2 separate regions of the Gossypium hirsutum genome follow, and region 1 is linked to region 2. The links are chromatin contacts, called in public Hi-C maps. All regions are on one chromosome and are shown on one strand. The core of a region is the stretch at or near the end of the contact, and the rest is flanking DNA. Distances in the headings are between cores, read along the strand shown.

Evidence for each region. Hi-C and Micro-C count contacts between places; a contact is called where the count stands out from the background.
Region 1: a Hi-C map of leaf shows a contact between it and region 2, with 2.3 times the contacts expected there. The contact joins the promoter of LOC107901944 here to the promoter of LOC107901935 in region 2. A contact is called at or near these places in 2 of 34 Hi-C or Micro-C datasets (leaf and petal).

Annotation. Positions count from the first base shown.
Region 1 is chrD06:56,485,643-56,489,446 of Gossypium_hirsutum_v2.1, forward strand. LOC107901944 (N6-mAMP deaminase) reads left to right here and starts at 2,494. Exons shown (of 11, transcript XM_016828129.2): 1 at 2,494-2,691; 2 at 2,801-2,871; 3 at 3,132-3,223; 4 at 3,300-3,359; 5 at 3,437-3,640; 6 at 3,720-3,796. The coding sequence starts at 2,600.
Region 2 is chrD06:56,297,288-56,300,988 of Gossypium_hirsutum_v2.1, forward strand. It overlaps LOC107901935 (polyadenylation and cleavage factor homolog 4), which reads right to left and starts at 1,264. Exons shown (of 7, transcript XM_016828120.2): 1 at 655-1,264; 2 at 471-572; 3 at 127-384. The coding sequence starts at 939.

The sequences.
Region 1 (3,804 bases), core at 1,244-3,743, 190 kb after region 2:
ATGTGACAAAAAATGATAAAAGAAATAAAAAAGTATTAAATTTATAAAAAAAATATTAAATTTTAATTAAAAATAAAAAATAGAAAAAAAACATAAAAATCATTTAAAAATTATAAAAAATTGTAAAATTTTATAAAAATAGTAAAAAATTATAAAATATATAGAAATATAGAAAAAAAATTATAAAATTTTATAAAGTTGTAAGAAAATTATAAAAATGTAAAGAAATATAAAATTCATAAAAAAATTTATAAAAATTATCATACCAAAAGAAGCATTTTATAATTTTTCTATAACTTTTATTGATTTTTATTTTTTAATCATTTTTCGCCACATGTCACGTTACGTTGCAACATGTGATGGCTTTAACTAAAAAAAACCGAGATTGTACATTTAAAGTTAATGGTTAAAGGGTCTTTTTGATGCATTTTATATTTTTTATGATTTTTATAAAATTTTATATTTTTTACAGTTTCTATAAAAAATTCTAATTTTTAACGAAATTTAAATATTTTTAATTAAAATTTAATAATTTTTATGATATTTTAATAATTTTTTTGCCACATGTCATGCCGTGGTTGTGTCATAGGGTTGACTTTAACTAGAAAAAAATTAAGAGCAATTAACTTTAACGTTCAACTATTAAAGTTAACGACTAAAAAGTCTTTTTGATGCATCTTTACAATTCATGTACTCAACTGAGTGCAAAAAAAAAAGAGACCTTAATTGTTTTCTTTTTAAAGTTTAAAGATCTTTTTAATACATTAAACCAAAAATTCAAATACTTAATTAAGTGAAAAAAAATTAGAAGCTTAATTACATTTTTGGAATGTTGAATTTGGTTTATGCTTCTAATTTATTTATTTATTAATTATTTACAAAGATAATAATTGAAAAATACTTTATTAATTTAATAATTTAAAACTATAAATAGAAGGAACGTCATTTAGTATATGAATTTTTTTCTTTTACACTATAAGAATATGTTAATTTAATCTGTATAATTTAAATTATAACATAATTTGGTCTCTGTATTTTTATAATGTTATTAGTTAAACCAAATAATTAATATAGTTAACTTTTCTATTATAATGTTACATGGTTATATATAATTTGAATGCCTTAAGAATCATGTATGTGTTTGCCTTTGTTGTAGGGGTGAGTATTCAATCAAGTCGAGCCATATCAAGTCAAAAAATTTCGAGTTGACGAATCCTATTTTAGCAACCGGATTCAATTTGAATTTTTTTTAATCAAATCGAGTCGAGTTAACTAATCTTATTATTTATACTCAATGTTGCATGTACATGGACCGATTATTTAACTAGTAGACGAAGTATAAGATTATTTAACTACATAAACAATATAATAATTTTGCCTTTTAATTTAATAGGTAAACATTAATCAAAACAATGTAGTTTTGACTTTTAACTTAATGGTTTGACTTTTAACTTTAGAAAAGGTAAACATTTATCAAAATGATGTAGTTATGCCTTTTTTTATTCGGATTTTTAAATAACTTGAATTTTGTAATTCATATTCGAGTTGAACCGAAAAATTTAATTTTTTATTCGAGTTGATTCGAATAACTCAATTAACTCGAACTATTTAATTCAAAATTTGAATTTTTTATTGAGTTTTTAGAATCGAATCGGATTTTGCTCACCTCTACTTTATTGACATTATAAATCAATGGTCAAATTTCAATTTTGATCCCCATACTATGCTGACACTTGGATTGAATCCATATACTTTAATTTTTTACGTAATTTGATCCCTCTACTTATATAGTGTCATTAGTCAGTCTAAATAGTTAATATTGTTTAATATTTCAATTACAATGCTAATGTCAATTTTCTCATAAGAACACTATTCCAACAAAAAAATTTATTATGACAAGTTCGAATAGATATTTTTAAGGAAAACAAATCCACATAAGCATTTTCAACGTTTCTATTTGTTTGTCGCACTAGTACAAAGTGATTTTTTTAAAAAAAATTTGAAAATATCACACCATTAAATTTAACAGAAGAATTTTAATGATAATAGCAGAATTTTAATGATAATAGCAATTGAACTTGAATTTTTAAAATTGAAATAAAACGACTAATTTCCTAAAAATAAAAATAGGGAGACTAAATTTCAAACTTGCGAAGATACTTATAGCTTATTTTAACTTTCAAATTTTGAAAACAAATAATTAACTAATGAGCTGCCAAATATTGTGTTAGGCTGTCAAAGCCCAAGATTGATATAGGCACAAATGTGGAAGGTGAACAAGGGTTTGCTTTTATGGACACGTTTAGTCCCCTGCATAGAACCAGTCTCTTTTAGCCAAGAAATTTGGGTCTTAATTTCCGGTCCTCAGAGCCCAGAGTCTGGTATCAGACATTTGTTCAAGCCTAACAAACCGCAGGTTCTGTTCTCTTAGGGCCCAATGTTACAATTCTCTTTCCTCTCTTTGTCTGCTTGTGTGTTTTTTTAGTATTTATTATGTTTTGTTGTTTGACTAATCTGGTCTGGTTAGGACAAAGTACTCTAAAACTCAATCTATCACACCGCGAAACGTAGCCGGTCGGAAAACCCAGACAGGCAAAAGATGAACAGAGAAGAGCTGGAGTGGTGTGTTTCGGTTCCAAAGGTTGAACTTCATGCTCACCTCAATGGTTCAGTTAGGAACTCTACTCTCTTGTGAGCTTCCTTTTATCCCTCTTTCCCCTCTCTTTTTTTTAACCTTTCAATTGTGCCCCCCCCCCCATCTTAATCATGAAGGTTAATTTAGATGTATTTTTGTTGACAGTGAACTTGCAAGAGTTTTGGGTGATAAGGGTGTCATTGTTTTCTCAGATGTGGAGAATGTTATAATGAAAGGTATATGTTTTTTAATGCTTTAGTCCTTTATTTCATTGCTTAAAAATCATTGAAGATCAAGAGAGGAAATACTGCACATTGTATTCTTGAGAACCCAAGAAAAAACATGAGCTTGACTACTTTGAGATTGGAATTTTTTATTGATTTAATTAATCCTTGCACATTTTAGGGAAATGGGGTTCCATTATATTGTGTAATTGTGTTCTGTATGTTAAAGATTGGTATTTAGGAGCTCCTATATTTCCTTTTTTCCGATTCAGACGACCGTACGCTACACGAAGTATTCAAGCTGTTCGACCTTATCCACATTCTCACTACTGATCACTCCACTGTTACAAGGATTACTAAAGAGGTAATGTAGTTTTCCACTCGAAGACTTTGTCTGTATTGATTCTTCTAGTTATTTGTTTCTATTTTTCGATCTACAGGTCATCGAAGATTTTGCTGCCGAGAATGTTGTATATCTAGAGCTTAGAACCACTCCTAAGGTACTTTCATTGCTATGTTTTAGTTTCTTGGTGGTTCGTTTTATATGCAGTTTTGAATAAATGGAAACATTGTACAGAGAAATGATTCCATAGGAATGAGCAAACGTTCGTATATGGATGCTGTGATGGAGGGTTTAAGAGCTGTCAGTTCGGTTGACGTTGATTATTCTCCCGCTGGTTTGAAGACCAATACATTTAACGGGTCTACGAGAAAGAAGATGTATGTAAGATTTCTTCTCAGCATTGATCGTCGTGAGAGCACTGAAGCTGCCATGGAAACTGTATGTTAAAGATTGCAGTTTGTGGAAAAAGCTTGTTATTTGTTCGATAAATGTCCTTATAGTTCCCTTATTTCTTTAGGTTAAGCTTGCACTGGAAATGAGGGATTTAGGTGTAGTTGGCATTGATCTCTCCGGAAACCCCATTGTTGGCAATTGGTACTCAT
Region 2 (3,701 bases), core at 14-2,513:
ATTCTCAAAAGAACATGATTTGCAGTGATATCCTAAATAGTGAATGTGCATAAGACTACAGAACAGAGCATATATTCCGATAAAATAGAGGATGTGAAGGACAGAGTTTTCCATTAGAAAGCTTACACTATCTGCACCTGACTGTTGTTCAAACTGCCGCAAGTACTTAGGATTAACATGTATGCCATGTGTTGGACGAGGTGATTCAGAAGACTGCAAGGAAGTTACTCCAGAAGATTGTTGGTTCCCCGTTTGAGAAAACTGCAGTTGCATCTCGATTTTATGTAGTACGGAAGGCGGAAAAACTGTTGACCATGTGCCAAATAGATGTCGCATTGCAGGATGCAAGTTAGGATTAACTTGCCTGTATGCCTCACAAAATACCTAAGAATGAAAAATAAAATAAGATAATTTATATCAAGCTAATAGCAAAGAAAAGAACTTCATCAAAAAGGTTGGCAATGACTCACCTCTGGCAAACGGGAAGAGAAATACCTAACATATTCTCGGCCAATATTTTTTACAATGCTATCTAATAGATATAACGAAGGAAGTTTTTGCTCTACTGGAACCTGAAAGCAATAAATTTGAAATTAAATTTTTAAATGTTCAAATTACTTGGCAGGTGCAACGGAAAACCTAATTTTAACTAACCTCAATAATTCGTGCGCAAATAGCATCGGCAATGCCTTCGCCGTGCTCTCGCTGTTCACCGGCAATGATCGTGAGATCAGTAATTATGGGCTTCGAATTGAAAGTTAGTTCCGATAATACAACCTCGTAAAGCTGAACAATCTCCTCCGTAGTCGGCGTTGCCCCATCATCATCAGCAACACCACCGGAAACCCTGAGCTCATCTTCCCGTTGCTTCAATAGAGCCTTGAACCGTTCCGATATCGACGGTAGTTGCTTTTGGGCTAGTTCATTGGATATGGCCATGCTGCTATTGCTACTGTTGCTATTGGTTTAGGAAAAAGATGAAAATTTTCTAGGGTTTTCTCGGGAAAGTAGGATTTTCTCTGATTCCATACATGTATCAGAGAAAAAGTAGCCGAAACGGTAAAGGTATTAGGGCTTGCGGCCCATCGTGAATCGATGCTGATTAAATTAGGGTTTTTGTTGCCAGCATCGAACAATAAACAGATGCTGTTTTAGTGTGTTACAAATACGAGAGTCTGGTACTTTTCGTTTTCCCTTTTTTTCTTTATTTTTTTTCGCTGAGATGAGGGAAGATAATAATTATTAAAAAAAAAAAGGACTTCCTAGATTTGGTTTAATCCACGGTTGAAATAAAATGAAGTTTTTTATGGTAATATGGGGCCCACAAGATTCCCATTGACGTGGAGGCTTTTAAGAAGCTTAGATGCTCTGATTTCCCGTGAGCAGGGATACAGAGAATAATACTAAATCTAATGGTCAAGTAATTGTTGAAAGAATCCCACGGTTATTATCGCTTGAAAACTTTTCTTTTTAAAGTTTTTTACAGTTACAAATGGAATACAATAATAAGCTCGAGTTAGTAATTATAAAATGTAGCAGGCGAATAATTAAAAATAATTAGGCAAAACTGAAAAGAATTTAAACAAAACTCATACATCATTTATATACATAAAATTAAAGACCCACACATTATAATTACACATAACGTGATTAAAATTTAAATGCTCAAATACTCAAAGCATCCGCCTTAACCAACAATGCCAAGACATCATTAGCTTATCGCTTAAAAACTTAATAGAAAAGGTACACAAATAACATATCAATCTTATACTCATACAATAATATAAAATCATACATTGTTTAAGGTTTTTTTAATAAGTAACATGGGTAAAGATTATCCAAGAATCAAATTCGGAATTATTGTCAATTGAAGAATCAGGGGCAAATTACACATAAAAATCTATTTTTTTTAAATTTACCTAAATGGGCCCGATAAATAATTATTTACCGGAATGGGCCCATTTCTCCGAAAGCGCACCCACGTCAGCGCGATGTCAGGGTACGTGACAGGAAAACGCGTCCCTGAGGAAGCGTTTTGCCCGTTTTTGGGTTTTAGGATTTAGTGTTTAGGGTTTAGGGTTTAGGATTAAAAATTAAATAAATAAGTGATTAGAGTTTAGGGTTTAGGTGTTCATGGCCAAGCAGGGCCTAGTTAGGGCCGGGCCCAAAAAATTTTTGGCCCGCTTCCTAGGCCTGGGGTCGGCCCGGCCCAAATATGAGCCTGGAATTTTGTCTAGGCCTGGCGCGAGAAAAAATTTCTAAGCCCGAGCCCGCCCCGCTCCGCCCCATTATTTAATAAACACCAAAAAAATACTTTAAATATAAAAAGAATAAAAAAAAGTATTTTAAAAATATTTTAAAATTAAAGAATAAAAATTATTTATTTATTATATATTCGGGCCAGGCCATGCCGAACTCGAGCCAAAAAAGTGGTGCCCGAGGCTCGGCCCGTTTTCTAAACGGGCCTCGCTTTTTTGCCCAAACCCATATTTCGGGCCTATATTTTTACCCGAACCCTCCTATATTTTTTGTCCGGCCCATGAACACCTCTAGTTTAGGGTTTGTCAATTAAATTATTTATAAATTTTTCATAATTGGATTAGAAAAATCAATTAAATTAGTGTTTAGGGTTACTTGAGTAATTTAATTAAAAAATTTTAAAAATTAGATTAGGGTTAGGGTTTAGAGTGTTTTTAAGTTAAGGGGTTTTAAGGAAAAATTAAATAAATTAGGGTTTAGAGTTTAAGGTTTATCAATTAAATTATTTATAAATTTTTCAAAATTGGATTAGTTTTCATGTTTATTATTTTTTAAGAAAAAATCGATTAAATTAGGGTTTAGGGTTACTTGAGTAATTTAATTAAAAAAATTTAAAAATCAGATTAGGGTTAGGGTTAAGGTTAAGGTTTAGGGTGTTTTTAAGTTAGGGTTTAGGGGTGGGGGGTTTTATAGTTTTTTTTTTACCGTTGGGGGGTTCACCAACGGTCAAAAAATAGCCGTTGCACTGTTCACGCGCGGGGAAAACGCGTCCCCTGGGACGCGCTGACGTGGCAAGAAAAAGCATCCACGTCAGGGCGCTTTATGTCCACGTCGACAAAGCGCGCCCTTGAGGACACGTTTTCCTGTCACGTACCTTGACATCGCGCTGACGTGGACGCGTTTTCTCGGTATGGGCCCATTCTGGTAAATAACTATTTACCGGGCCCATTTCGATAAATTTTAAAAAATAGGGCTTTTTTTGTAATTTGCCTAAGAATCAGCCACCTACTGTTCAATTGACATTTTATTTAAAATTTTTATTATTTGCTTTTTTTATATATTTCAATTTTTTAAAAAAAAGGTTGAATTATACAAATGACCTAAGGAATAAAATGAATTGAAAATGATAGAAATGATAAAGTTAGAAAGTTTTCGGAAATGAATATATTTTTTCACTAAATATAAATGTGACTTGAAAATTAATTTAAGTTTTTTGAATTACCATTTAATTAAAAGTTTGAAAATGGAATTAAATTAATTAGTCATTATGAATCCGTTGAATATGGAAATTAAATATATTTTCTCATAAATTCTTTTACAATAAAGTTATCATGACTTCAATGGTATTAGGTTTGAGCTGAGAAAATTATTTAATTGAAAAATTAATTTATCTAGTTAAATTAATTTATTAATAATATTTATTTTAGGAAATAAAAAAAATG